Regions from separate parts of the Mus musculus genome. Here all the other regions are linked to region 3. The links are chromatin contacts, called in public HiCAR-type and HiChIP or PLAC-seq maps. All regions are on one chromosome and are shown on one strand. The core of a region is the stretch at or near the end of the contact, and the rest is flanking DNA. Distances in the headings are between cores, read along the strand shown. Region 1 holds the start of Cds1 (CDP-diacylglycerol synthase 1). Region 2 holds the start of 9430085M18Rik (a long non-coding RNA gene). Region 3 holds the start of Abraxas1 (BRCA1 A complex subunit).

Region 1 (4,688 bases), core at 903-3,402, 940 kb after region 3:
CTCCAGTATACCCAGGAATTCCAAAGAAGTGGGTTCTGATACAGTGAAGAAAGGGAACTTGCCATGGAGGGCAAGGGCAAGCAAGCAAGCAAACAGCTCACTTTTTCCATGTTCTTTATGGAGGCTGCTACCAGAGTGTGTGACCCAGATTTCAGGTGGGTCTTCCTACCTCAAATGATCCAGTCGAGAAAAAAATCCCTCACAGGGTTTTAGTTAATTCCAGATGTAGTCAAGTTAACAACCAAGAATAGTTACATCGCACCATGTAAGTCAAAACATAAAACACAAAGCATAAAGGCCAAATAATTTCCCATCAGGCTATAGATCTCCACCCATTTGTTTCTTCATTCACTTCTTCAACAAGCACTGCTGACTGTTCTGAGGGTAGGGGCTGGCTCTGTGGCAAGCCTGTGGTTCCATTGATCATTCAGTGAGCATCAATAACTATAATGAAGACAAAAATAAATCACCATCTCAGCTGAACTACAGGGAGTGGCAAACTTCAGGAAGGGTGGGAGCACGGTGATGGCTCTGTTCTCTCCCTCCTCCCTGGGTGGAGGAGTACTACTTCTTCTGTTACTCTGACTGACTTCTCCGGTTTCCTCTTGCCTCAGCAGGCTTTCCTCCTCTACCACCCCAAAGGGAGAAGAAAGAAAAGGAAGAAAACCTAGAGGTTGTCTGTGGGAGGGAGAGGGAGGGAGGGAGAAGTGCTGAGCTACCTCCCTGTGCCTGTGAGTCTGACACTGACACCTCTGACACAAGCACCAGAACAGCTAAAAGAGAGGCTAACCTCCTTGTTATTCCTTTCACTGATGGGGACATAGGCTTACCTGCTTACTAGAGGCCATGGAGATAATTGGCACCACGGGGGTTAGAACACTGGCTCCTCAACTTCCTGGAAGAAAGTTGAAAGGAACTCTGGTCCTTTCTGCTGGGTAGGATCAACAGCCAGAGCCAACCCATTCCAGCCTCTGTGGTCCCCACCCCTTACTCCCCCACCCCCCACCCCCACGGTCATTTTATCTTTGTATCCAGAAGTACTTTTTCTCTGGCCCTCCAAAACAATGTAGATCAATTGACCTAATTACTAGCAGTCTTCCGTTCCTTATGGAAAACCCACACCACGTCCATCTCATATCTTCCATTAGTTTTAAATGATATTTATCTATTTATATGTGTGGGTGTCAGCGTGGAGATCAGAGGACAGCTTTCTGGAGGCAGTTCTCTATGTCCATCATGTTGGGGATTGAATTCCGGTTATCAGTTTTGGCTGCAAGTGTCTCTCTACCTGAGTCTACTGTTTTTCATTGCATCCTCCTCTGACGTTTGGTTTTGCTGGTTAGTTATGAGGCTTTAAGGACAACATATTACTTATTTTTAGTAATGACCTGATAAATTGTTGATTTATTACAATAAAGGTGCTCCTCTGTCTGGTTTGTGTGAATTACGGATGTGTGTCTTTGGCCTTTAAGGACCAGCTCGCAAATATGTGTGAAAAAACCCCCTAAGCACCTGCTAACAGGATTAGACTAGAGTTAAACCAGATCATGTGTCCATCCTGTTCCACCTTTAGCGTCCCAAGGTCCTTGTCTTTCAGAGAGGTACCCCGCAGCGGCGCCCTAGGGCATCAAAGGCTGTCTGTGGATCCTATGGTAGAAACTCTCTGAGAGACTCAAAACCCCGAGTTTCCCCAGTACAGAACCTGGGTACGATATTGAAACTGTTGGCCAACTCATCCCCAGGCACCAGGGAGGTTAAGCACTGGCTGGAACGCAGAGCCAACGGGTCTGTCCTGCCCAGCAAGTTTCTGCTTGGGGACGCCTGCGACGCTCCGCCACGCTGCGGCGTGTCAAGCAGGGCCGAGTCCCTTGGAGGAGTCAGTTGAACTCCGCCTGACATCCCTGCGCCAAGGAGGACTTCCCGGCGGCGCCCAGGCTCGCCCCCGCGTTCCTCCGTCCCTGGCTCGTCCCTCGTCCTCGGCCGTTCGCGTACCTTTCCGTGCCCCCACCTGCCCAGGGAGCCGGGGCAGGGCCCGAGCATTGACGTCATCGCCCGGGGCGGGGCCTCGGGCACCGCAGTGCAGCGCGGAGGGGCGAGCGGGGCGGGGCCTGCGGCGCGTGACCGCGCTGCGGGAGCTCGGCGGCGGGAAGGTGGGGCGGGCCGGGTGGCGCGGTCGCGAGGCGCGAGGGAGGGCCGTGCTGCTCCTCCGCCCCCTGGGGCCAGTGCGTGGAACGGCGCACCTGGCAACGGCGCCGCGTCCCCGCCCGCGCCGGTCCGCACACCCTGCCGGCGGCCTCGAGCGCTCGCTCGTTGATGCCGTTCTGGGGGTGACCCGGCGCGGCTCCGCGGTGGCGGGGCGCTAGACGACGCCAGCCCAGCGACGCGGGAGCGGGACATGCTGGAGCTGCGGCACCGCGGGGGCTGCCCCGGCCCTGGGGGAGCGGGGGCGCCGCCACCCCGCGAGGGAGAGGCGGCCGGCGGTGACCACGAAACCGAGAGCACCAGCGACAAAGTGAGTGAGTGCGGCGGGGCCGGGCCGCGCCCCTGGAGCGGGCGTGTCGTGGGGGGTCCTGCTCGTCCTCTGTCCCGGGGCGTGCGCGGCCGGGCCGCCGTTCCGGAACCGGACTGCACTCTAGCTTCTTTCCCGGATCTCCTGGTTCTGGGGTCAGGATGGAACCCGTCCCCGCAGGCGCTCTGGCTGTCTAGTGGCTGTCACCTCTCTCGCCTTTCCTTGGTAGGGCGACAAAGTTGGGAGTAAACTTAAGACGGGCACCTTGGGTCCTAGCCTGTCATTGGAGCCTGGCGCAGACCGGCTTCTGGAGCTCCTCCAAGCTGCGCTTTCGTTTCTCTGTTCTTTTTTTCTGGCTGATAGATTTCGGAGGGTTGAGGCTGTCATATATGGGGAACATGTAAGTGCGCCTCAAACCAGGCAGTTGTCCCATCGGTGGATTTCATTTAACCGAACAGGCTAATTCCAGACTTTTAGCACGCCACTCCTCCCCCGCTTTAAAATAGATGAACTTTGCTTCATATTTTAAAATATGCGGATATGTACGGTCACTATTATAATTGAAGCTAGGAAGAGTCAAACGTTTAGGTGTGTTTTCTGATAAACCAGTGCCAGTAAGAACTTAGGAGGAAAAATAATAAAAGTTTTATGGCTGCATGAGCTTGGTAGATTATGAAATTGGGCCAGAGAATAGATTTGCTATACGAGTTTGCTTACAGAATTCCTCTTCGCTTGAGAGACTCAAAACTTTTGAATCATTCTTGGATTTCTGTTTTGTGGAATGTAGTGTGGTGGTATCTGCCGTCATCCCAGCACTTGGGGGTAGGTGTGGAGGCAAGGACTGCCAAGATCATTCTCAGCTTTGTAGTCAGCTCAAGGTTGGCCCGGGGCTCAAACAGACACAAAAGACAGACAACCCAAATGGACTTGCGTTGCCCAAGGTCAAGTTCTCTGCCTTTTGGTAGTGGAACTAACTTCTCTGTTTTCTGTCTTTTGCCTTTTGCTGTTCTGACGCTCTCTGGCAGTGTGACTGAGGGGGAAGTTCCTCCCAAAACTTACACAGATGAACTTGATAGAGCTTGAGTTACAAATCTGTGCTGCCGCAACAATATGGTTAGCAATAAATACGTGATTTTAGAACCACAGCTTCTTCCCTGTTCCTGATGGATAGGGAGTTAAGATGAGAGTCTGGGAAACATTTGTGCTGCCGAGGAGTGACACAGAATAAACACACTTTCCAGCTGTGGAAGGTTGAAAAACGGAAAGCCATGGGCTGAGAGCAGCTCCGTGAAGAGTGCCTTGGAAACCAGACCCAAAATAGAATTAATTAGGTTGGGATTTTGTTTTAGCCCTGGTATCCTTTAGAATCAAGGAAATACCAGCCTCCTCATGTCGACTTCCTTAACTGGAGGAAGCTAACGAGCTTTTATTAAGAAAAAACATGTTCTGGAAATGGGGAAACGGCGCACAAACCGGCTTTTGAGTGTAACGTCTTATTTTTAAGCACCAGGATGTATTTAAATTAGGAACAGCTTCTGTGGTGTCTTGACTCATTAGCCTGATCCCTCGGTGACTTGCTTACCCCACCGGCTTGTTTGTTTGTTTGTAAATGCTGCACTGCTGGCTGTCACTGAGTCGGTCTCACATCTCGGTGGATGTGGCTTTTCCAAATGCAGTGTGTTGCATCTGCGACTGGTTTTGTCAATGTTTCTTAGAAGAGGGTGAGCATGTTCAAACTGTGCTGAAATATCCCTGTGGTTCTGGAGTCCCTTCTCAAGGAGCCCTTGACTTTCAGAGCCTTCAGACTCTGAGCTGCATCCTCTCTGTGTCCTTTCTTATCAGGGTGTGTATTTGAACACACCTATATTTCCAGGTCAAGGGCTATTTTTAAGTCAGCTGCCATCGTTGGAGGCTGGTTAATATTTGGTCCATCGAAACTCTTAAGTGTTGTTAAGTTTAAGAGCCAGTTTAAAAAAAAAAAACCACACCTTTAGAAATTAATGCAGGAATTGAAGGACTACCTCACATCCTGCTTACTCCGAACTTCTATGCCTTGCCATTTTGTAGCCTTTATAATGGTCTGGTTGATGGGACATTTCTATTGTTCACGACCCTGAGACTTCTGCCCAGACAAGGCTCTGTGTGCTCCAGAGAATTAGCATGTGAAATAGTGCTTCAT
Region 2 (4,494 bases), core at 1,420-3,919, 880 kb after region 3:
GAAGTGTCACATATTTGTTGTAATGGCGCCCCCTAGTGAACATTTCCATTACTGCTTTTTGAACACCTTTTAGGTTTGTTCATTGATGGTTGTTGGTTGGTTCACCTACTCATAATCTAAGCATCTAGAGGATGAGGCAGGATTGCCTCAAGCTCTGGTCCAACTTGGGAATACATTCAGAGCCTGTTTCAAAAGCCCTAAGAGAACTTTCTTTCCCCTGCCTATAAACAAAAGTTGTCTCCCAATGATCGTCTAAGTTTCATACATGGTCACAAAACTGAATAATAGAAGCAGAATTCCTTTCCTCTTGAAACAAACGGTGTCTACATTTTAATCCACTTGAAACAAGGAAAGTGAAGAGAGCAGGGCAGTCTCCAGCAGGTAGCATTTGCAGGAAGAACTTCGGTGTGTGGAAATATTCCACGTGGGTTCTTCCTCAGCACTTACACAGTTTATTTACATAATCTCTGTGTTACTTTATGCTGTGCCCTGCTAATCACTTTTTGCAGATGGGAAGTCCATGCTGCCAGCAAGTGGAAGCTGAGACATGGACCCAGGTTGCCTGACCCAGATTTCAAGCTGCAGGTTAATTATAAGTTAACAGAGCCACTGGATTGCTTACATCTCAAACCCAGTTTTCCTCCTCATAGCAAACCAGTTTGTCAGACAGTGGCTTCATGGATCCATCGTCCTCTGCTTGCATCACAGAAAGGCCCAGCACTGTCCTGCCCCAGGACTGCAGCTCCTCTCCCTGTCACACCCCGCAGCTGCCACTCAGCTAGGAAGAAGTGCTCCCTAATCCCAGGGCCACAGCAGGACAGAGCCAAGGACAGCACAGGCAGCCACAAGAAAACAACAACAACATTAGAGACAAAGGACACAAATGCCAACATCCCCTGGCAGATCGAAGACAACGAAAACAGCAGCACAACCAACAATAAAACACAGAAAATGAAGAACTCGTGAGGTCATACGTTATGTAGAAAGATAGACGAGAGATCTGGAAAGGTGAAGAGACGATAGATTTGATACATGTTCTCTCTGGTGGCTTCAGTGAGGAAATCCTCCTTGTGTGTCTAAATGCTTGCTCCCATGATGGTGATGCTATTTGGGGGAGGTTATGAAGCCTTCAGGAGATGAAGCCTCACTGGAGGAAGTGTGTCAGTGGGGGGGGGGGAGAGTGTGAATGGACTTTGAGGGTTTAAGTCCTTACCCTACTTTCTGATCCCTGACCCCTCTTCTATCTCTGTCTCTCTCTTCTCTCTGCCTCTCCGTCTTTCTCTATGTGTTTCTCTCCTCTCCCCCTCCCTCCTTTTTCTCTCCCTCCCCTTCCCCCCCTCTCTCTCTTCCCTCCTTTCTCTCTTTCTCCCTCTCCCCTCTCCTCCCTTCTTTCTCTCTCTCCTTTCCTTCCCTCCTTCCTATGTGTGGATAGACAGTGATGATCAGCAGCCCTCCTTCTCTCTCTCTCTCTCTCTCTCTCTCTCTCTCTCTCTCTCTCTCTCCTTTCCTGCCCTCCTTCCTGTGTGTGGATAGACAGTGATGATCAGCAGCCCTCCTTCTTTGTCCTCTTGGACTCCCCTCTGGAGTCATAAGGCACAGCAACGCTCTCCTCCTAAATTTGCCTTTGGTCCAGATATTGATCACACTGACAGAAAAGGGATATTAGTCCAGGATCTCTCCAGCAGGAGACTGCTAGGGGCACATTAGTAAAAACAAGAGTGTTGGCATTCACAAGGAAGGTTCCACAGTTTTATCACAGAGAGACTGGATCACGTGAAGTACACCGATGGATTCTAACCCAGAGAGAACTTTTGATCAAGACTGGTGTTTTCTTCCCTCCTCTTGCATCATAGCTTCAAGGGAAGCAACCGTAATCAAAATCCCACAGGGAGAAGCTAGGTTAGTTCTTGATCTGCTGAGCTCAGGTAACTCAGCCAAGGAGCAGATGGTTCTGGTATGACTCCAGGTGCAGGCTTCAGAAGAGTCTCACGTGAGACATGTCCCTCCTCATAATGCGGGCTGACCACAAGGACAAGCAGAAAAGCCAGACGACGAATGCCCTGACTCATTGAAAGAGGGGACAGTAATCTTCGACACAACCAAATCAGGGTCAGAGACGAAGTTCAACGGCAGAGCACGTGCCTAAATCACACAAGGTTTAGTGAGGATTCAAGCCCAGCCATACAAAAGCATAAATAAAACCAAAAAGCTGTCCAAATCATAAAAGATAAAGGCCATGGAAATACAAATTAAAGGTATAAGCATTTGACAACTTAATGCAATACACATTTCTCTCCCGATTCTGTCCAGGAAGGATAAAATGGCCGAAAGTTCATTTTTTAGGAGAATGGACAAAACTGAAATCTGAATGAGCAATTTCAGAGTATGGCACAGTGTAAATTTATTGGGCTAGATTACCGGTAAGAGAGGGAGAGGGAGGGGGAGGGGGAGGGGGAGGGGGAGGGGGAGGGGGAGGGAGAGGGGAGGGGGAGGGGGAGGGGAGGGGGAGAGTGAGAGAGAGAGCGAGAGAGAGAGAGAGAGAGAGAGAGAGAGAGAGAGAGAGAGAGAGAGAGAGAGAGAGAGAGAGAGAAACATACACTAAAGTACACAGGGGCAAAAAGAGAGGTATTTTCCTTTAAAAGGCTCAGAAAGAGCGTGCGTGGGCGTGAGCGCATGCGTGCATGGGGTCTGAGGAGCTGATGAGTCAGCAGTGGCGGTGGCGTGGAAGCCATGACCGCCACTAAACACTGCACCTGAACTGGCTGAGGTGGTAGCTGTTAAAGTCTGAAAGAAAATATAACTGTAAGCAGGTCACAGAAATACAGGGCGAACAAATAGTAAAGCGACAGGATAAAGCGGAGGTGTGAGTCCATCTGTCGTCACCGCAACAAAATACCCGAGGAAATGTGGAAAACCTTGTGCTGTCTCCTGCTTCAGAGGCACCAGCCCTAGGTCACGCTCAGCCTGGGCCTGTGGTGAGATCCACCTCACAGCAGAAGTTTGTGTTGCTCTCTCACACTAACGGTTTGAGAATTTGATCCCTTCTGCTACCTAGAAGCTGGTTGCCCCTGAGGTCCCTCCTTCCTCTAGCATACCACTCCTCAGAATGTCCAGAGATGACGCTGCAAGGACCCGTCTGTGACGAACTAGGGCACTGAGGAGAGCGTTCTCCAGGTTCCTTCCTCTTCCTGCGTTGCCATTGTTACCGTGTGACATTCCAGGGTAGGAGAGGTGTGTTCCTGGGGGATGGGTGGGAGGGTGCGCGTGTGCATATGTGTGTGTGTGTACATGTGTATAAATACTACTGCAATCCTTGGTCAGGGCCCTGACACTGGGTATTCCAACATATTGGGTCCAGCCACTCACCTCCAAACCCAGAGAAAGTAGGTGTGAAAACCAGGAAAGGACATTTAGTCAGTAAAACCACAGCAGGAAGGAAGGGCAGCTGCTCCTGTCAGTGCTGTTCAGCGGGGCAGTCAAGAGCCCCCGAATTATCCAGGCAAGGAAAATTATCCAGGAATCAGAGGAAACACATGCCATTGGTCAGTCTTGGTTACACTCTGGTCTGGCTGATCCTTGTCTAGGGATTAGTAAAAGCACAGTAAGGAAGTTGCAGTTGCCTGGACACACTGTCAACTCTTGTACAAGGTGTTTGTCTATCCACCTAGAATTCTAGGTGACTGAAGGGGAAAATGTTTCAGAACAAGAGAGTCACAGTATATGGCCACGTCTGCTTCTGCCCTCTGCAATGCACCAGGCACCTACAGGCCCAAGTGAGTGCAGGCGCTTTTAGCCACAGCAGACTCTAGATCTTGCTTCCAAAAGGAGAGACAGGTGAAGGGAAGATGGATGGTAGTTTTGGAGTGTCTGTGGTTTTCAAGTGACAGGCTAGCTATGTAGCCCAGACTAGCTACAATCTCATGATCCTCCTGCTTCAGCCTCCTGAGTGCTGGGATGGCAGGCAACAGTGTGGGTGTTGTTTGTTGTTGTTGTTTAAGATTTATTTATTTAGTTAATGTATATAAGTACTCTATCTTCATGTACACCTGCATGCCAGAAGAGGGCATCAGATTATATTTATAGATGGTTGTGAGCCACCATGTGGTTGCTTGAAATTGAACTGAGGTCCTCTGGAAAAGCAGCCACTGATCTTAGCCTCTTAGCCATGTCTCCAGCCCAATGGTGTTCTTTCTATTAGGAAGGAAATGCACGCAAATAGCGACCCTTTGAATTTTGTAGCATTGCTTCAGGACTAACAGAAAATGCTTTGTAATTCTGAAGAAATTTCACCTCCCCTTTCTCATCTCATCTCCCAAAGGACACCGAGAGTCAGGAGAGACAACAGCACACTCCGCCCATTTCAATAAAGAGAAAAGCAATCTCGAGAAAGCAAACGACCCCTGCCAACCCTCGGTTGGAATCTCAGGACTCTGACTGCGTATGCTCTACCCAGTGGAAACGTTCGCCACATGGGCTGGGGAGATGACTGGCTTG
Region 3 (4,708 bases), core at 1,921-4,420:
TAATGAAATTACAGATGCAGTTGATGTGGACTAGTGTACCTTAGATACTGAAAAAAAAACAAACAAACTTCTATGTAACCAAGACACTCAATTACCATGTCTGGTTATGAAGACACTGTTAGTTTTTAAAATTATTTACCTTGCAAACAATTGTCACAATGGATAATTTACTTGTTTTTACTAATACTATTACTCACCTAAAAAGCCGGTAGCATGGGATATATTTCTGAATGTCTAGGAGAAAAAGGATTTCTAGTCATGAGTGTATTAATTGCTTGCCCACTGCCCACCACCCTGAGGAGCGTTTGGCCTCCCGCTAGCTAGGAGCTTCACTATGCAGAGCTCATCCCTCTTCAGACCACCCTAAGACAGACCACGCTCACCCAGAAATCAAGTGACTCCCAGACATGCAGGGCTAGAAATCCAACCTGGAGTCCCACCTGGAACTGCAAGTGTTACACTCCCTAGACAACAGCAAATGTGTAGAGCTGTACTTCTGATCCTCCTGCCTCTACTTTCTTAGTGTGAGGATTACAGGTGTGTACCACTGCACCCACACTTTTGGTTTTTTCTTTTCTTTTCTTTTTTTTTTTTTTTTGGAGTGCTTTTCAAAACATTACCGTATATATGTTAACAGTTTAAACACACACATGTGTATATTCCCCAGAACAACTAAAATATAAGAGTGAAAGTAACACTTATGCTGCTTGTCCTCGGCATGCAAACTACCAAAACAGAACTAAGTGACTCACCAATTGTATAAACAACTTTAACGTTGTCCATCTGTGAATCAGTAATGCTATTCTTGGCTTCACCTTTCATTTCACCGAGGAGAAAACCTTCCTATGAGAGTAAACAAAAGAAGCAGTATATGAAACACACTGGCTAGGGTCAATATTCTATCTCCTAATCATATCTTCTCAGAATTTCACAATATACAAATGTGTTATAGGTAGTGGGCACATGGGTAACTGGGAAAGGCTGAGAGGGAGACAGAGTGGAACTGATTTGTTTGTTTGTTTGTTTTGAGACAGGGTTTCTCTGTGTAGCTCTGGCTGTCCTGGAACTCACTTTGTAGACCAGGCTGGCCTTGAACTCAGAAATTCGCCTGCCTTCTGCCTCCCAAGTGCTGGGATTAAAGGCGAGCGCCACCACGCCAGGCTGAGTAGAACTGACTTTAAAGGGCTTGGTAATAGTTTGGGAAGGCAGAGAGTGAAGCACCCCTAACTCAAATGCATAAAAGTTTTAAGTCTGTTTAAGAGCTCAGCTGAGCAGTTTGTCTTGAAGCGCAAGGCTTCTGTGGACAGTTGTAACAAGAGGGTAAAGTCCCACAAGATAATCCAAATGAGCAGCCCAAGTCTGGATTTTACACATATTTCTGAGTGTCAGTGGAGGTTTCTTAGCTATGGAATGCTAAAGTGATCAATGTTTTCAGATGTAAATCTGTCTAAAAATTATTAAAAAAAAATAAAGATTTGTAATTCAGTTACATCTGCTTCCCAGTGGGTCTACTGTGTGCCTGTTTTCTTTTAAAATACAGGCAGCCTTTTGAGTTTTTGTTTTGTTTTCTCATTTCAGTGACTCAAGTTTTTTCTTTGGGTGCATTTAAAGATCAAGTGAACTCTTCTATTCATTAAAATTGGTTTATAATGCCCTGCCTCCATTTCATCAAAATAATCGAACGACCAACCAAACAAACATAGGAATGTCCCAGTCTTTTAACAGAATCAAGTGGGTAAAAATCTGCAATTGCAAATGTTCTTGATTTTGATACTCCCAATGTTAAAAACTAGGAAAAGTACCAGTCAATTCTAAGTACAATTATTCAGAAACCAACTCTAAAAACTTTAGTTGAGCTGGAGGGACGATTCAGTCATTAAGAGCAGTGGCTGCTCTTGCAAAAGAACAGGATTTAGTTCTCAGCGCCCACATCTTTATCTCCCATTAAGTTCCAGGGGATGTTATGCCCTCTTCTGGTCTACTTGGGCACTGCCCATGTGTGATCCACAGATGCTCAGTAAATGACTCTTCAAACAAACAAACAAAAGTTAAAATATCTGAGAAACTAGGGTCAAACACCAAGATGTAGTGTACAAGGGCTAATCCTATAAACTACAGACTTAGGGCAGTTTACTTATGTTCACGCTAAACATCTTCTAAAATAAGTCCCACAGATACACACACACACGTGTTTGTGTTTAGTATGAAGTTTGTGTATCATCCTCCCGTAGAGCCATGCTAATGTATCATCCCATTATGTGCTGCCCGGTGAGTACCTCGCGCATTCAAAGATGTCATTTGTTTCCCCCTGGTATTTTGATGTACTGCACATCAAAATCATTGTACACTCCTATCACTGGGACTGTGCTGAGAAGCAATTTAGGCAACGCAGATCTGACACTTAAAGCGAAGGACTCAACAGTTCAAATACCTTACTCCACACTGTTCAGTATGGTGCTCTCTGCACTGTATTCGTGCAGACCCCAAACTCATTTTAGATGTTTCTAGTTTCTTTCTTTATGTTACTAAGAACTTAATACAAGATGCTACTGCCAGACCTCAAAGTTTTACGGTAAGTTTTTAATCTACCAAAAAAAAAAAAAAAAGCCTTAAAATTTGTTTTCAATGTCACTCACGGGCTTCGAAAGGAGGCAAAGGCTTAAAAATGCATTTACACATCTGATCCTGGACAAGGTGCGTTTGTAACGGAAAGTAGCACAGAAATAGCCGGATCTTACAGCCTCATGCCAGGGTAGCCCTACAACTAGCCAGCCCCTTGCGGCTGGGTGCGGGGTCTGGCTCGCCCCTGCTCGTCCTCCCGAGCCTCGCGACGCTCACGCGCTGCGAGTAGGACCCGGCGCCGGGATCCTTCGCACAGCAGGGTAGCGAGGCAGGTAAGCTGCCCGACTTTCGTCGCCGAGCCGGAGGCCCCGGGGAACTTTCCTCCAAGCCCAAGGGCGAGCAGAGAAAAAGGGCCCGGATGAGAGCCCGGGAGGGCGCCCTGCTCCGCGAACCCACGGAGCGAGCGGGGACTGCGGGCGGGGTCGGCAGCCGCGCCCGGCTCACCGTGTCTGAGTCTGTGTTGAGATGATGGAAAGTGAGCGCGCCGAGCACGAAGCCAGACAGCACCCCCAACGTGCTCTCGCCCTCCATACTGCCGCCTCGGTCGCTGCCGCCACAGCCACTATCGCGGAGCATGACGGGAGGCTGGAGCGTAGGGGCGGGGCTTGAGCCTGCGCACCGGGAGACGCGGGTTGTAGGGAGCGCGGTGTCCTCTAGCCGGGTAGGGTGCTTCTTTCATCAGCTTGGCTGAGACACCTGCAGCATGCATGGAAAACACTGTTTATGCATAGTTTAAGGCTACTAATGGTTGTAAAAATAAGAATCGCTTAGCAATATTTTAATACCACGGATATGTCTTTTTGGGGTTTCCACTGCCCTTCATCTATTGGAACTTATGGAAGATCAATAACCAGTGGTGGGTGGGAATTATCTTCTCTAGAGTATTCCCGCTGTGTTGCGTTATTCTGTCTGTGTGTATTTGATTCTTTGGTTTGTTTGCTTGCAATTATAAAGTTATGAACTGAGTCTAGTTTAAAGACTATGTATGTTTATAACATTGTGAAAGTTCAATGATAAGCACGAACATATTGTGTTGGATCATTTGATATGACTAAAGTAAGTGAGAAGGTGAGGGATTGACATGTATTTCACACGTGTCATACACAATTTAAAAAGCCGATGGTTTTTAAATAATTGAAACTTGGCAAAGTGGCATGCTCCTGAATTGCATTAGTATTGCATGTCTCAGTTTTGTTGTGCAATAGCCAGGATTAGCTTGTCAGTGGCAACATGGAAGAAGTCACAGCTCCACTCTGTGGTCACTAATAGCTTGTGGAGTTCTCCTCCCCCTAGGAAAGGAGAATTTATAGAATACATATGTATAGTGCCGGGCGGTGGTGGCCCACGCCTTTAATCCCAGCACTCGGGAGGCAGAGGCAGGCGGATTTCTGAGTTCAAGGCCAGCCTGGTCTACAGTGAGTTCCAGGACAGCCAGGGCTACACAGAGAAACCCTGTCTCAAAAAACCAAAAAAAAAAAAAAAAAAAAGAAAAAAAAGAAAAACATATGTATAATACATATGTATTATAGAATGTGTATGTATTAATATATATTCCGTGGTACTATCATATGTATCACATATATAATTATACATAATACATGTAAAGGCCCATGGTATTTAGTTTTCATTACATGAGCTAGCCACCAGAGTTCAAGGCTGGTTGTGACAGGAGAATAAAGACAACAGTCCTAGATGACAAAGATCCTACCCAGCACGTACATTTCCCACCCTTTGACCTCGGCACCTCCCCCCCCCTTGTGAAGGAGTTCTCATGTACCCGAGTTCCCTAATATGCAAGTTTGAGGGGAGAAATAGTTTCCCACATCTCAGAATACAAAGTCTTGAATAAACCCGATTTCCTTCCACCAACTCTCATTCTCTGAATATTAGCTTTTAAGTATGGAGCAGATGACCTTGGGTGTGGTGACATTTCTGCTGAATATTAATTGCTTTTCTGTTGCTGTGATAAACCACCATGACCAAGGAACCTTACGGAAGGGACGGTTTATTTGGGCTTACACATCCAGAGGGATAGGAGCCCATCACCGTCACAGCAGGGAGCCTGGCAAGCAGCAGGCAGGCATGG

What was found. HiCAR-type assays count read pairs that join an accessible place to other places. HiChIP or PLAC-seq counts read pairs in DNA pulled down with a chosen protein or histone mark.
Region 1: a HiCAR-type map of astrocytes shows a contact between it and region 3, with 4 times the contacts expected there. The contact joins the promoter of Cds1 here to the promoter of Abraxas1 in region 3. A contact is called at or near these places in 2 of 39 promoter capture datasets (cranial neural crest and hippocampal neurons), 1 of 484 Hi-C or Micro-C datasets (embryonic stem cells), 5 of 115 datasets of contacts at active chromatin or transcription factors (astrocytes, bone marrow-derived macrophages, differentiating embryonic stem cells and 2 more) and 3 of 9 other capture datasets (adipose tissue, embryonic stem cells and pancreatic islet).
Region 2: a contact with region 3 is called in an H3K4me3 HiChIP or PLAC-seq map of embryonic stem cells, with 8 read pairs. The contact joins the promoter of 9430085M18Rik here to the promoter of Abraxas1 in region 3. A contact is called at or near these places in 5 of 39 promoter capture datasets (the 3T3-L1 cell line, cranial neural crest, liver and 2 more), 1 of 15 datasets of contacts at CTCF or cohesin (large pre-B cells), 8 of 484 Hi-C or Micro-C datasets (the AML12 cell line, B cells, the BV-2 cell line and 5 more), 11 of 115 datasets of contacts at active chromatin or transcription factors (astrocytes, embryonic forebrain, embryonic hindbrain and 7 more) and 1 of 9 other capture datasets (embryonic stem cells).

The regions. Positions count from the first base shown.
Region 1 is chr5:101,762,978-101,767,665 of GRCm38.p6, forward strand. Cds1 (CDP-diacylglycerol synthase 1) reads left to right here and starts at 2,153. Exons shown (of 13, transcript NM_173370.3): 1 at 2,153-2,512. The coding sequence starts at 2,396. It overlaps Gm42134, which reads right to left and starts at 2,286. Exons shown (of 6, transcript XR_880489.2): 1 at 1,993-2,286; 2 at 831-895. It overlaps 9430085M18Rik (a long non-coding RNA gene), which reads left to right. Exons shown (of 3, transcript XR_001785073.2): 3 at 1-254.
Region 2 is chr5:101,700,880-101,705,373 of GRCm38.p6, forward strand. 9430085M18Rik (a long non-coding RNA gene) reads left to right here and starts at 2,670. Exons shown (of 3, transcript XR_001785073.2): 1 at 2,670-3,231; 2 at 4,319-4,494.
Region 3 is chr5:100,817,765-100,822,472 of GRCm38.p6, forward strand. It overlaps Abraxas1 (BRCA1 A complex subunit), which reads right to left and starts at 3,171. Exons shown (of 9, transcript NM_172405.3): 1 at 3,067-3,171; 2 at 753-843; 3 at 198-234. The coding sequence starts at 3,153.